3 separate regions of the Mus musculus genome follow, and regions 1 and 2 are each linked to region 3. A link is a contact called in public ChIA-PET data. All regions are on one chromosome and are shown on one strand. The core of a region is the stretch at or near the end of the contact, and the rest is flanking DNA. Distances in the headings are between cores, read along the strand shown. Region 1 overlaps Zranb3 (zinc finger, RAN-binding domain containing 3). Region 2 overlaps Zranb3 (zinc finger, RAN-binding domain containing 3). Region 3 overlaps Map3k19 (mitogen-activated protein kinase kinase kinase 19).

Region 1 (4,733 bases), core at 1,751-4,250, 230 kb before region 3:
ACTGTAGATAAGGAAAAGACTCATTTCACTCTCTATCTAGAGCAGTGATGGTTAGACAATAATCATCTCAAGTGACATCTTTAATTAACTCCAGGGGGACTTTATTTTCTTTCTTTTTTTTTAAAGATTTTATTTATTTTATTTATATATAATGAGTACACTGTAGCTATCTTCAGACACACCAGGAGAGGGCATCAGATCCTGTTACAGATGGTTGTGAGTCACCATGTGGTTGCTGGGAACTGAACTCAGGGCCTCTCGAAGAGCAGCCAGTGCTTTTAACTGCTGAGCCATCTCTCCAGCCGGATTTTATTTTCTGATTTAGGACAAGTGCACTCACCTGTGTGTGTCCTTGGTAGACTGATTGGCATTGATCTTCCTGTATGGTGCTCTACCTTATTTTTTGTGACATGGTCTCTCACTGAACCCAGAGCTCACCATTTTGGTTATCCGGGCTAGCCCCAAAAGTCTACCTGTCTCTATGTTTTCTATGCTCACACACTGTTCTTTAATCCAGCATTCTTCTCATCTGTAGGAACAGCCAGGTTTACAGTTACAGACAGAAATTTTATGTGCATTTGAGATTAGACCTTGATCCTCAATACTTGCATGGCAAGCATCTCCACAGCTCTTGACTTGGATTTTAAAGTGAAAAATCGATCGATATTCATGTGAATCTGTCTGTAAAATGCCATGTCGCTTCTCACTTTTCTATTTTCTGTAAAGAGTGTAATAAACCAATTTCTACTAAAATGATTGGATTTTAATTTTTCCTTAGTTGAGCTTATTCTTTGTTGTCCTGATGTGCCTGCTGTCTCACATCAACCACTGACCATCCACTTGTTATTCTCTTCTGCTTAGACTCTCCATTTATGAACCTAGTCCTCACTGCTCCCTGGATCACACTTACCTCTATAAAGTTTAAGAAAAGAATGTAGCAGATTGGGGCTGGGAGAGTGCTCAGTTGGTAGAGTGCTTACAGCACAAGTATGGTGACCCGAATTCAGACACCCAGCATGCATGTGAAAATCCAGATGAGGTGTTGTATGTCTGTAACCCCTGGAGACGTGCTGACTCCACTGGAGCTCAGTAACCAGCTAGTATTCCTATCTCAAAATATGAGGTTGGAGAGACCTTTTATTCTGGCTTCCATATGCTTGGGAACACACAGCACATACACACATGCACCCTCAATCCCCAACACAAGCTTTTAAAAATGAATAAAGTAGACCTGAGTGTGGTGGCACACAACTTTACTCCCAACACTTGGGAGGCAGAAGCAGGCAGATCTCTGTGAGTTTGAGGCCAGCCTGGTCAACAGAGCAAGTTCAAGGACAACCAGGGCTACATAGAGAAACCCTGTCTCAAAAAAAAAAAAAGTAGAAAATATTTAGCAAAATAATAGAAATCAACAATGAAGTATAGCACACAGATGCAGCACAGAAAACTAAATAACAGATTTATGCCAAAATGTGTTTGCTAGTCAGTATAATGGTTAATTCTGTCAACTAACCACACCTAGAATCTCCTGTTGAAAGTCTCAATGAGTCAGAGATCCGATTGCCTTGTGGACCTGACTGTGTGGGCGTTTGTTGATTCGCCTTCATTGATGTGAGGTGGCCCAAGCTGAATGTGGGCAGCAGCACTGTTTCCAGTTTGTGGCCCTGGGCTGCACAGAGGTAGAGGGAGCTGCGTGAGAAGCACGCTTGGCTTCTCTGCTCTCAACTTGGAGATGTGGCTGTTGGAGTTCTCTTCACCTTGACTTCTGTGACATATGATGGGCTATCCTGGAACTAAAGGCCAAGTTAAATCTTTCTCCCCGAAGTTACTTTTGCCAGGATACTTTATCATTATCACAGAAACAGAAAAAAAAAAATGCAGACCTTCGTTTTCTTGTTCTGTCTGCCTGTCTACCTACCTACCTACCTACCTACCTATCTGTCTGTTGAGGCAGGGTCTCACTATTGTAGCTCAGGCTGGCCTGCAGCTCACTGTGTAGACTAGGCTGGCTTGAACTTAGAGGTCCATTTGCCTCTGCCTCCCGAGTCTTAGAATTGAAGGCATGTGTTCTTTAATCCAGCGTTCTTCTCATCTGTAGGAACAGCCAGGCTTACAGTTAAGGACAGAGGTGGAAGCCATTCTGCACAGTCTCATGCCTTCATGCTTGGTCCTCAAGGGTCTTTGCAGCTCCCTCCATGGTGAGCAAGAGCTTGTCTGAAGCACCTTCACTCCCACATAGACGTTGGCAGCTGTAGAGTTGTATGCAGTCATCACTATCCAGTGTTTTCATTCACTTACAGCAGCCTCTCTGGCTTAATCCTTTAGCGTTTGTGAAGTGTTGGTGGTGAGTTACTTAATCAGAACTCTGAATATGCTTTGCTTTGATGATTATAAAATTAATTTGCTTTTGTTTTATTTTTTCCAGGTGTATGGTGGCTGATGAAGTAAGTACCTTAGAGCCTTTTCTAAAAATACACATCAGCGTTTACTGTCTTCTATCCCTACATTGACTATCTGCCTCTGCTTTTTCATGTGACCATATTTAGTAGAGGAAAACAAGCAAATTTACTGTGTAATATCCATTTCCTCTTAAATACTTTTGTATACAGAACATATAAATGTGTGTGTGTGTGTGTTTAAAACTTTCAAAATACCCAAATAAGCCGGTTTTGTTCACATAAATTACAAAAATTAACATCATCTTTGGTCTTCACAAGGAAATCCATAGTATACTTTTGAACCGTGGGCTATATTAATAACTTTGCATTACTGTGATAAAGTGTTATGACCAGAGGCAGCTTAATGGAGATAAGGGTTATTTGGACTTACAGCCTCAAAGGGGTGGAGTCCATCATGCCCAGCAAGACATAGTAACAGGTAGTGAGGTTCAGTGGTAGAAGCAGAAAGCTGGTTGCTTGAGTACATTTCACCTGCACACAGGAAACAGATAACAGGAAGTGAGGCCAGGCTATAAAAACCTCAGAGCTGGTACTAGCAACACTCCTTTCCAAACAGCACCGCCAATTACTTGTTCAAAAGTATGAACCCATGGGGACACTTCCTCACCCAAGCCACCACAATGTTTAAATCTATGCCTTCTCTTTGACGGGCATAGATTTAAACGCGTTGGTTTGTATATTGCTGGCCCAGGGAGTGACACTGTTAGGAGGTGTGGCCTTGTTGGAGTAGGTATGTCACTGTGGGTGTGGGCTTTAAGACCCTCATCCTAGCTGCCTGGAAGCCAGTCTTCTGCTAGCAGCCTTCAGATGAAGATGTAGAACTCTCAGCTCCTCCTGTGCCATGCCTGCCTAGATGCTGCCATGCTCCTGCCATGATGATAATGGACTGAACCTCTGAACCTGTAAGCCAACCCCAATTAGATGTTGTCCTTATAAGAGCTGCCTTGCTCATGGTGTCTGTTCACAGCAGTAAAACCCTAAGTAAAACAAACATATATCGAATTTCTCATTTGGGCACTTGCTTAACTACCAATTAACTTTTACAATCTCTGATGTTTTCAGTGAATATTAGCCAGTTTTCAGAATTTATTATGAACTTTTAACCTGTCAGTCTTTTCCTAATGTGAGTTGTTTTGTTCTTATTTATAATTTCGTAGCACTTTCAATATGCTCTGCCACTCACCAACATCCCCGGCCCTGGAATAATGAATTTAAAGAAGCCATTTAACAATTCCACAACTTTTTAAAAAACAAACACCTCCCTTTTAATCCATCATAATTGGCTCCTTCCTTTTCTGTAGCTTTTTGAAAATGAATCTTTGCTTTGTTTGTACGAGTGTGATATCCAGGAATGTACATAGGCATGGTCACACGTGTTTGGTGCACGTGTACATACATATATGTCCACACATTCCCATGTAGGCAGAGGTTGAAATCAAGTATACACCTAGATTGCTGTCAGCTTTATTTACAGATACAGGGTCCCCTTCTAAGCCTAGCGCTCATAGATTCAGCTACACCAGCTTTCCCACTTGCCCTGCCTTGGAATTCCTAATTGCCCCAGAATGCTGGGATTCCAGGCACGGCTGCCCAGGGTCAGTCCAGATTGTTTATGGTTTTTGTAGAGCTGAACTCAGACTCTCATGCTTGTACTACAAGCACTTTAGCCTCTGAGACATCTCATCTTCTTGAAGAGCAATTCTTTTCAATCTGTTTGGTTTTATAGGATTTGTGATATTAAATCCTAACTAATAATACTAATTAAGGTAAAAAAAAAACCCTCACCTTTACACATAGGGTTTTTTTTTTAAATCAAAGCTTATAGAAATATATATTTAAAACTATACCTTTGAGTCACTAATACTCTCTGTAATGGTGAGTAGAAATGCTACTTTTTAAATATAACATTAATATAATTAAAAGTTCTGAAGTAAGCCTGGTAGTGGTAGTGCACCTTTAATCCTAACACTTGTGGGGCAGAGGCAGGTGGATCTCCAGGTTTGAGGCCAGCCTGGTCTACAAGTTCCAGGACAGCCAGAGTTGCACTCATGTTGATTATATGAGCTCTGGTTTAACCTTCAATCTGTACCCTGTTTCTGCTCTTCTGCTCATACTCAAGGTGACATAGAAGGACTGAGCGTGGTGGCGCACGCCTTTAATCCCAGCACTCGGAAGGCAGAGGCAGGCAGATTTCTGAGTTCGAGGTCAGCCTGGTCTACAGAGTGAGTTCCAGGACAGCCAGGGCTACACAGAGAAACCCTGTCTCAAAAAACC
Region 2 (4,762 bases), core at 113-2,612, 150 kb before region 3:
TATGATCTGAGGATTAAGAAAGGTCACCCAAGTAAAGTTCCTGTGAGTTCACGCTGAATACAATCATAAGGACAAGCCACATGTAGCAAAGACATGTTTTTCCATAGAGGCATAGATAGGATAGTTAAATATTTACCAGAATAACATCAGCAAGCAATAATGAGTAATCTGACATAAACCCACTCCTGCACCTGGGAGGAGCATGAAAAGACATTCCAAGAACAATTCTATGTTTTGAAGAACCTGAGATCAGGCCTTCAAATTCTTGTTTCCTTGGAGTGTGCTCACAGCCCTCAGAATTCTCACATGACTGCATTCCTGAACCATGTCCCAACAGTGACCAACACTAAAAGTGGATGTTCATCAGAAAACTCAGCTCAACAATAAAATTCAGAAAACAAAACAGAAATCGTTAGAGAAATGGGTATTGTGGCTCTTGCCTACAGTCTTAGCCCTCAAGGCAAGAGGGTCAAGAGTTGGACTTTTCTTTCTGCTATATAACAAGTTCAAGGCCAGCCCAAGGTACATAAAGCTCTATCTCAAAAAAAAAAAAAAAGATCACTGGAAGCGTTTTGTTTTGTTTTGTTTTGTTTTGTTTTGTTTTGTTTTGTTTTTGAAACAGCCTCTTATATATCCTAAGCTTCTGGGTCTCTGTAGCCATGGATGCCCTTGAACTCCTGGCCCTCCTCCCTTCGCCGGTGTTCCATACCTGCTTCTGCCAGTATCTTGCAGACCTGTGAACTTAATATAGTGTATGTGTCTACAAATCAGTATCATATAAGAAACTATGTCCCCTGACTAACTCTCCATGTCCCAAACACCTGCCTGCCTGCTGCATGTCCTGTCTGTACACAGTGCCATCGCTGTGTCTCATCTCCAAGTACTAAGGACAGTGTGTTTTGTGTTCAGCTGCATGGTGTTTGAGTTCTTTTTCTTTAAGGTTTTGTTTGGCTTTGTTAGTGTGGGTGTGAATGGGTAGGTGTGTGCTTGTGAGGCCAGAGGCATAGGAACCTCTGGAGCTGGAGTTACAGGTGTTTGTGAACTGTGTGATGTGGGTGCTAGGAACCAATCTTGAATCCTCTGTAAGAGTCCTTGCTCTCAACCCCCTAAGCCCTCTCCAGCTTCTCCGTCAAGTTCCTTACATCCTCCTGGTACAGTGGTTTCCTGGACTCTGTGCATGTTTTCTTTACTCACCTCATCCAGTGTCCCACTCTCCGCTGTGTGACCACTCCTGTGCCAGCTCTTTCTCAGAGTAGAGTTGCAGTGGCAGGCAGAGCACAGGAGTCACCCTGCAGGTGTGCCCATCACACTGTAAAGGATTAGCCTTTGAAGGCAGAGGAATCTACAAGTACTCGGATACTTTTACAAAACAGGAAGCCAGAAATGGTGGCCTCCACCCATTGTCCCACCACAGTGGTGTCCCAGGATATATGATATCCTCTCTCAACAAAGAAAATAAAAAATAAAACTCACACTTAGTTCCCTTGGGGTGGGAAGATGACTCAGTGGATAAGAGTACTTGTGCAAACACAAAGCCCAGAGTTTAGATTCCCAGCCCCCACTTAAAGGGCTGGGCATGGCCCCCAACACCTACAACCTCAGCACTGTGGGGAACTAACATAGAAGGATCACTGGGGCTTGCTATCTACCAGTCCCTTCTGAAAAGTGGTCAATTCTAAGTTTAGTGAGAAGCCTTAGCTCAAGGGAGAGAGCTCAAGTCAAGAGAGAAATACAACAGGATACAGCAGTGTCCTTCAGCCTTCCTGTAGAGTCAGGAGCATCGCTCCTACCATACACACACATGCACAACTGCAACACATAGAGCCATATACTCTTATGTGTGTTTCCTTTACTACTAGTGTGCATTTTCACATGGGAACACCCAGTCCCTCTTTACCCACATTAACATGGTGAGGGAAATGGAGCTAGTAACACCATAAGTGTGTCTGAAGATGTTGTATTCTCATGACTTCACCTTAGTTGGATCCTGAGTTCCTTTGAGACCATGGAGGGAATAAAGACCCTTTCCCACAAAATGCACGCATGGTTCAAACAAGTGTATACGGTCAGTCGCAGAGGCTTCCCAGACCCTTAGAGGCTGTCTGTGGCTTGCAAGGACATAGATCACTAACCCTTCTCTGTTCCCAACCAGCATATATAATTACCTCTAGGATGTATCACAGAGATTTTCTGTCTTGTTTTTCTGCCAGTCATAGCTGCTCCATGTCATAAAAGCCCTCATCAGTAACTTCCTCCTCAGTTGCCCAGAGGCTCTAATCAGAAAGTTCAACTGATGCTAGGAATCAGGTTTCTAACTGAGGGCTGGAAAGGAAAGCTCTGGTTGTCCAGCCCTTCCCGCTTCTGGCAGCCCTGCAGCCAGATACTGTGTGTAAGTTTCATTACCTCTGACAGACTTCCTCATTATCCAAATCAGCCATCCTTACAAAATTAGCTAGAGTCCTCACTGATCACGCACTATTTGCAAGAATTATATTCTTGGCATATCCTTTGGTTTGAGAAATTATTACAGTGATTTATTTCCAGCCACTTCCTCCTTCCTGGACTTGATTTGCTGAAGTCTCAGTCTGTAATACCCAGTGGCAAGTGGTTTCAGACCAGCACATGCACTGGAGTCACCTCCTCACTACCACACACTACTGGTGACCTTTAGCATAGCAGAGGCTGACTTCTAGTTCTGACTGCAGTCTCTCACCATTGAGCACCCCTCTCCATTCCCTCTAGCACAAAATGAGAATTTCTCAAATGCTACTCTCCCAATGTAATAAAAAAATATCTTTTAGAAAAAATAGCATAAGTCAGGCTGGAGAGATGGCTCAGCAGTTAAGAGCACTGACTGCTCCTCTGAAGGTCCTGAGTTCAAATCCCAGCAACCACATGGTGGCTCACAACCATCCGTAATGAAATCTGACGCCCTCTTCTGGTGTGTCTGAAGATAGCTACAGTGTACTTACATATAATAATAAATAAATTAAAAAATAGCATAAGTCAGTTGCTTACTTAATGAGGACTGTTATATTCAAAAGACCTGAGAATTCATTGTGGGAAGATCTCTTTAAGGGATTTTGTTGGGAAGACTGCTTTCATTTTAAGAAGTCTGGTACACTTTTTTTTTTTTTTTTTGATGGTGAGCTGGGAAGGAAAGTCTAATTATTTGAAATGTAGACTAGAGGCCTAGGGATGAGTTTGTGAGAGAATCAATTGTGTGAGGACTAGAGCTTAGGTGTCCAGAAGCCACTAGTCTGGTAGGCACGGTTACCCAACTATACTCCCAGCACAAAGGAGGCAGAGATATGGCTCATTGGGACAGACTAGCCAACCCGACAAGCCAAAACAGTGAGCACTGGGTTTAGTAAGAGACCTTGCTTCCACTTATAAGGGGGAAAGTGATTGATTGACAAAGCCACCCTACATCTCAGGCTTCTACACAGGGGCACACAAATATGATAATGCAGTAAAACAAAGAGATTCAGTCAAGAGATTCTGATAGGATTAAACACAGTTGAATGTATGTGTTGGCTCACCAATGTGCATTTCATATCTAACTATACTGACTGTGTTAGTCAGGGCTCGCTAACAACTTATAGAGTGAGTCTTTATCTGTATAGGAAGGAGATTTATTAGAATGAATAATAGGCTGTGGTCCAGCGAATCCAACAACGGCCGACTGAAAGGAAAGTCCAAGAATCCAGGAGTCGCTCAGTCCATGAGGCCGGATGTCTCACCTGCTCTTAGGTATATCCTGGACTCCTGAGAAGTAGGCTCCAAAGCTAGTGAAGGAATGGACTTGCTAGAAGGGCAAGGGCAAGCAAGCAAAGAGCAAAGCTTCCTTCTGAGTTCTTACCTAGGCTTCCAGCAGAAGGCAAGGCCCACGTTAGATCTGAGTTAGAGGTGTGTCTTCCCACGGCAAGGTCTGGATTGAAGGCACGTCTTCTCCCTTCTCAAAAGATCTGAAGTCAAGGCAGTAATCTCTCCTACCTCAGAGATCGAGATTACAAGTGGTCTTCCTACTCCAAATTAAGCAAAAATCCCTCACAGGTATGCCTTCCAGTTTGGGTTTTAGTTAATTCCAGATGTGGTCAAGTTGACAACCAAGAATAGCCATCCCACTGGCAAATGCTTTATTTGCTTATCTAAGAAAAAGGCAGTTGGGGGCAATCTCACTAAATTGAAAACAAACAGATGGAAGGAAAGACTTCAGTTAATGTAAGACCTTTTATCACTTTTGTTTGATCTGCTCCCTGGTCTGCTCCCTGGTCACCACCACTGTGTCATTTGAGGACACAACTATACTAAACCAAGAATCCTCTTTGGAGCTATAAGGTCTTCAGCAGAACCATTATTGATAGCTATACTGTAAAGACTTCTTTGTGTAACTTCTTAAGTATGAGCAGACACATTAAATAGTGTAATTAGGGCTGGCAAGATAGCTCAGTGGATCAGGACCCCTGCTGCCAAGCCTCCTGATCTGGGTTTAAACCCTGGGAAAGTGCACGGTAGAAGGCGAGAACCAAGCCCTGCACACCGCCATCCGACCTCCCTCACACACACACACACACACATGCACTGCATGTGTGCACACTCTGAAGAATAATAAATGGGAAGGAAATCTTTTTAGCAATAGCTTAATTAAGGAAATCTTTATTTCCGGCCCTGTGTGTGATTCTTCAGGGTTGTTGTGGTTGTTGTGGCCACCAGCATTGTACAAAGCTGGATTCTTTATGCCAAGAAAGGGCCACCAATA
Region 3 (4,781 bases), core at 629-3,128:
AGAGAGAGACAGAGACAGAGACTGAAGGTCTGATTTGGCTTCAGGGCTATAGCATACCTACATTGTTCTGGAAAAATGCTATTCTGTAGCCCATGACCAGTACAAGACAATGTTAGTACAGACCATGAGGGTGAGCATTAGTAATTTGATAGTACAATCTCACATCCACTGATCAGTTGATGCAAAAACAGTTTTTGACTCTTGGCATTCTACTCTAGTTTTCATTACATTTGTCAAAAAGTATCACTCCGCAATGACTTGGAAGGTTGTAAGATGGCTTCTTCTGGCACTAGAATTCAAAAGTCAGAGACAGGAAGATGACTACAAGCTTAAGGTCAGCCTGGTTTACATATCTTGTTCTAGGGCAGGCGGCACTCTTGGGAAATCTCTTTCCCCAATGAGATGTAAAAAGTGTCTACCCCTCCTTATAAGGTCCCAAAGACAAACTAAAGCATGGCTCTACCAGAGGTCACTTAGAGAGCATCGGGGAGGGGCTTATGGGAGCATGGAAACCCCAAAGCAGCCACATTGGAAAGTCTTCAACCAGTACCGATGTTGGCTTCCCCAGAGTCAGGTATGGAGTCTTTGTCAATTAACCTTCCTTATCGTTTATACCCTAATACCTCCTGAGGTCCCATGCAATTAGGACAGAATTGTGTACAGTTGGTTGGCAGGACTAGCTAGAATCTCAGGTGAGGTTCCACGACCCTCCTAGTAAACTGGCTAGTGATAGATCTCCTACCAGCAGGAATAGTCAGCCTGATGGAAATGGTGGCTGTTTTGTTTGGAAGATTAACTATACAAAAGCAAGGCTCTGTCTTTCTCAAAGAACTAAACGATGGAGTTGGGGGTGCAGCCCAGCAGGCAGAGGGCTTTCTTAGCATACATGAAGCCCTGAGTTTGATCCTCAGTGCTTCATAAACCGGATATGGTGGTGCATGCCTGTAATCCTAACACTTGGGTGGTAGAGGCAGGAGGCTTCCAAGTTCAATGCCATCCTTGGCTACATAGCTAGTTTGGGACTAGCTTGTATTATATAAGACTCTGTTTCAAAAAATAAATAATAAAAATAAGGTAATAAAAGTAGCTAATGAAAATAGAAACCAGTTTCCCATTGCAGACAATTTGAGAGTACTGGCCTGGCTAATTAATTCGTTTTGTCTGACTCTCCTGTTCCCACGAACGGGGACTAAGAAAGGATCACTGACTAGGACTGAATCCAGAAGGCAGAGCTGGCAGGAGCAGGCCAGGACAAGCAGGGGGACTTCTCCTGGTAGGAGTCCACAGCCCCACTCAACCAGACCACGTGGGAACCAATTTTCCTAACTTCCCAACACGTTCTCTGGTCTGAGACCTGCAGATCTGGAGGATACTGGGAATGTACCATCAGTTTTCTGTAACTGGCAAAACACTTAAGAGAGTGTACAGAGAGGAATTTGGTTTGGTTTCAGAGGTTCGTTCCACAGTTGCTTTGGTTTTGTGGTGTAAGACAGCTGCACATCATGGTGGAGAGCAGGCTGGGGAGGAGGCTGCTTCCTTCAGGGTGGTCATGAAGAGAACACAGTGACAAGTGCCGGAACCCCCTCCAAGACATTCTCCCAGCCATTAGGTACCACCTCCTCCGACATCGTCATATGCAAGGGACCAAACTTTGATCACAGAGAGACCCCCTGAGATCTGAACTATACCAGCAAATGAGTTTTCCCCATCTCTCTCCTTTCAGTCAGGTGACTTCAGAGCATCAGGAACGGGAACAAGTGCATCCTGTCTCTCCACCAGATGACGCGGAGATGGTGGGCCTCACGGGGAGGATGCTAACCACACAGCCTTCACTTCTGAAGACAGACGGAAGTTCTGAGGAGCTCTGTGGTGTGGACGTGGCTCTCTCACCACCCAGACCTTGCTTAGACTCAAGCCTTGCTGCATCTGCAGCTGGGGAGGTGGCTCCTTGTGTTCTGAAAGAACAGCAAAGGCAATCTGATGGTGAGTCAAGCTCTTGCTTATGCGTGTACGTTTAGAGTATCCATACAGGTACATAATGTATGACAGCATATGCCCCCTCATCCTTCCATGCTCTCCCTCTCCTCACCCCTTCTTCCTGTTAGTTCCCTGTCCCTAAACAATCTTACTTCTCTGTTCAGGCCGTATTTACTCATATGATTTTATGTATCTCTATAAAAATATGGAAACCACAATTAAGAGGGAACATATTAAATTGAGCATTTAATTCTACAGTGGAGCTGGAGAGATAACTCAGTGAAGTGCTTGCAAGCACACGGATCTGAGTTAAATTCCCCAAGCCCATGTTTTTTTTTGTTGTTGTTGTTTGTTTTTTTGTTTTTTTAAAAAAAGTCAGATATGATGACATGCGCTTGTCACCGAAGCCCAGGGGAGGCTGAGTCAGAGGATCCCTGGGGCTCAATGGCCGGAAGCCTCGCCAACTTGACAGATTCCAGGCTAGGGAGAGGTCTTGTTTCAAACGAGGACAGTGGTGCCCAAATGGTTGTGTCCTCTGACTGCTACAGGCACATGATGGAATGAAGATGCCTTCGCCTCTGCACATATGTGCCCGTGTGCATGCATACACACACCACACACACACACACACACACACACACACACGACTAACAATAGGCTTAATAATGACAATACTGAAGGCAATGGGAGCAAATGGCTGGAAAGGAAATGCATTTTGTATGTGTTTCAGGGAAGAGTATTTCATGAACTAAAAATAAATAAGCTAGTGTAGGAGCCGGGCATGTGGCTCAGCTGATCAAGTTTTACCTAGCATCCACGAAGCTCTGGGTTTGCTTCCCATACTAAGCTGGGCAGGACACACACCTGTAATTGTAACACTCAGGGGGTGGAGGCAGGGGGATTGTAAGTTTAAGGGTATCCGTGGCTACCTAGGGAATTCAAGGTACTAACTACATGTAGGCTGCTCTATGAGACCAGCTCTCAAAAACAAATGAACAAACCTATAACACCCCTTCTGGTAGCTTTAGGCTAAGGTTTTCTGAAATCACTTCACAGCACTATGTATACCACACAGGGAGAATATACTCTGAAACACTTTCCCGCATATCTCCTGCTCCATCTATGAACTCTTCAGCCTACTACTAATAACACCCAGTTCTTGTTTCTTTTGTTATAGAGTTTCCTACCTCTGACATAAGCTACAGTAGCCGAAGAACTGGGGTAAGATCAGTTCCAGCATGTTTGACTTCATTAAACAACAATAAGGGTGGTGGTGGTGCACACTCTAATTTCCAGCACTCTCGAAGCAGAGGCAGACAGATCTCTATGAGTTCGAGACCAGCCTGGTCTATAGAGCTAGTTCCAGGACAGCCATGGCTACACAGAGAAACTCTGTCTCAAAGAAAGAAATAACAAAATCCATAAATCTCAACAACAATGACAAGCTCCCACAAACTTCTCAGTCAAATCTTCAGCAATAATATTGTGGAGAAAATTTAAAAAAGGATGACTACTTTATGGAGAAGCTAAGTATTCATGGGAAAACCATTCCATGTCCTGTGAGGTGCTTCTCTGGGCCATCTCCTGCTCCTGGGTAGTGGGGTGAACAGGTCTCTTCATTTTCTGTCTTCGTTTTTCCTTCATTTTGTCTCTGTTTCTTAATGCGTTTAAGTTTGGGGGACAGGGTCTCACTATGTCACCTAGACTGGCCTTGAACTCACAGAGATCCCCCTGCCTCTGCCTCTCTAGTTCTAGGATTAAGGGTGTGGATTGCTGCTCTACTCACCTCATACCTTTGTCCAAATCCCATGTTACTCTTTGCCGTTCACACCCCACCCTGATGGGGGAGAGTTTTCCTGCTCCTATAAAGCGTTACAGGTAAAGATCCTGGGAAGATACTTGTTACTTGTCAGTTTTCTCAGCTCTCTTGGCCTTCAGTGTCCTAGGAGACATACAAACATCGGTGCATACCTGTGTGTTGGTGCATACCTGTGTGTCAGCACATGTGTGACACCTGTGCACACCTGTGCATCTGCAGTGAGTGACACCTGTGCACTTGTTTCCCAGGCACTGTCCACCTTGCTTTTTGAGACAGGGTCTCTCACTGGCCCGTTACACTAGGCAAGCCAGCTAGCAGACTCCAGGAATCTGTTTTACATCCTCAATACTGGGATTCCAAACTTGTTCCACCACAGCTAGCTTTTTAAATGTGGGCTTTGGGGCTAAACTCAGGTGTTTGTACTTGCAAGGCAAGCAGTCTACTGACTGAGCTGCCTCTTCATTCCTTATTTCCTTTTTTTTTTTTTTTTTTTTTTGAGACAGAGTTTTTCTGTGTAGTCCTCCTGGAACTCACTCTGTAGACCAGGCTGGCCTCAAACTCAGAAATCCGCCTGCCTCTGCCTCCCAAGTGCTGGGATTAAAGGCGTGCGCCACCATGCCCGGCTTATTTCCTATTTTTGAGAAATGGGAAAAAATTCAGACAATAACATTGAGAGAGAAGTATCCTCTAACACTTGAATTTCTAGTATCTGGGGTTTTTGGTTTTTTTTTCTTTCCTGCTTGCACCTAGTTGGCAAGTGAAAATTGAAGTCATAGCTCTCAGTCACTATGCATAATCCATGTCTATAAATAATCCCATATAATTAGGTACAGAGTTTGTGTACATAAGAAAAGGCCACAAAGGAACAAAACCAAAACTAAAAAAACCACTTAAGGACTTTATAGCTTAAGGGCCACAAAGTTGAACGCTATAGTTTGCATTGCACTGCCCTCTAGAGGTTGGTAATAATTAAGAGTAGCTGACT

The links. ChIA-PET counts read pairs in DNA pulled down with a chosen protein or histone mark.
Region 1: a contact with region 3 is called in an RNA polymerase II ChIA-PET map of memory CD8 T cells, with 6 read pairs. The contact joins two enhancer-like sites. A contact is called at or near these places in 2 of 39 promoter capture datasets (the HPC-7 cell line and liver), 1 of 115 datasets of contacts at active chromatin or transcription factors (memory CD8 T cells) and 2 of 9 other capture datasets (adipose tissue and embryonic stem cells).
Region 2: an RNA polymerase II ChIA-PET map of memory CD8 T cells shows a contact between it and region 3, with 62 read pairs. The contact joins two enhancer-like sites. A contact is called at or near these places in 3 of 39 promoter capture datasets (the HPC-7 cell line, embryonic stem cells and hematopoietic stem and progenitor cells), 1 of 484 Hi-C or Micro-C datasets (Th2 cells), 3 of 115 datasets of contacts at active chromatin or transcription factors (embryonic stem cells, large pre-B cells and memory CD8 T cells) and 4 of 9 other capture datasets (adipose tissue, embryonic stem cells, liver and 1 more).

What each region holds. Positions count from the first base shown.
Region 1 is chr1:128,055,693-128,060,425 of GRCm38.p6, reverse strand. It overlaps Zranb3 (zinc finger, RAN-binding domain containing 3), which reads left to right. Exons shown (of 21, transcript NM_027678.3): 3 at 2,426-2,444. Among named protein-coding and RNA genes, the nearest start is that of Zranb3, 44 kb to the left of the region's middle. Within about 2 kb of position 3,000, at least 14 of the 459 cell types and tissues checked have an H3K27ac peak or open chromatin away from gene starts, as enhancers often do. A contact at or near this core is called in memory CD8 T cells, where this site is marked.
Region 2 is chr1:127,978,966-127,983,727 of GRCm38.p6, reverse strand. The region is part of intron 12 of Zranb3 (zinc finger, RAN-binding domain containing 3); the gene reads left to right. Among named protein-coding and RNA genes, the nearest start is that of Gm28800, 20 kb to the right of the region's middle. Within about 2 kb of position 1,362, at least 58 of the 459 cell types and tissues checked have an H3K27ac peak or open chromatin away from gene starts, as enhancers often do. A contact at or near this core is called in memory CD8 T cells, where this site is marked.
Region 3 is chr1:127,827,473-127,832,253 of GRCm38.p6, reverse strand. It overlaps Map3k19 (mitogen-activated protein kinase kinase kinase 19), which reads left to right. Exons shown (of 14, transcript NM_011737.2): 9 at 1,724-1,983; 10 at 3,155-3,198. Among named protein-coding and RNA genes, the nearest start is that of Map3k19, 25 kb to the left of the region's middle. Within about 2 kb of position 1,878, at least 58 of the 459 cell types and tissues checked have an H3K27ac peak or open chromatin away from gene starts, as enhancers often do. A contact at or near this core is called in memory CD8 T cells, where this site is marked.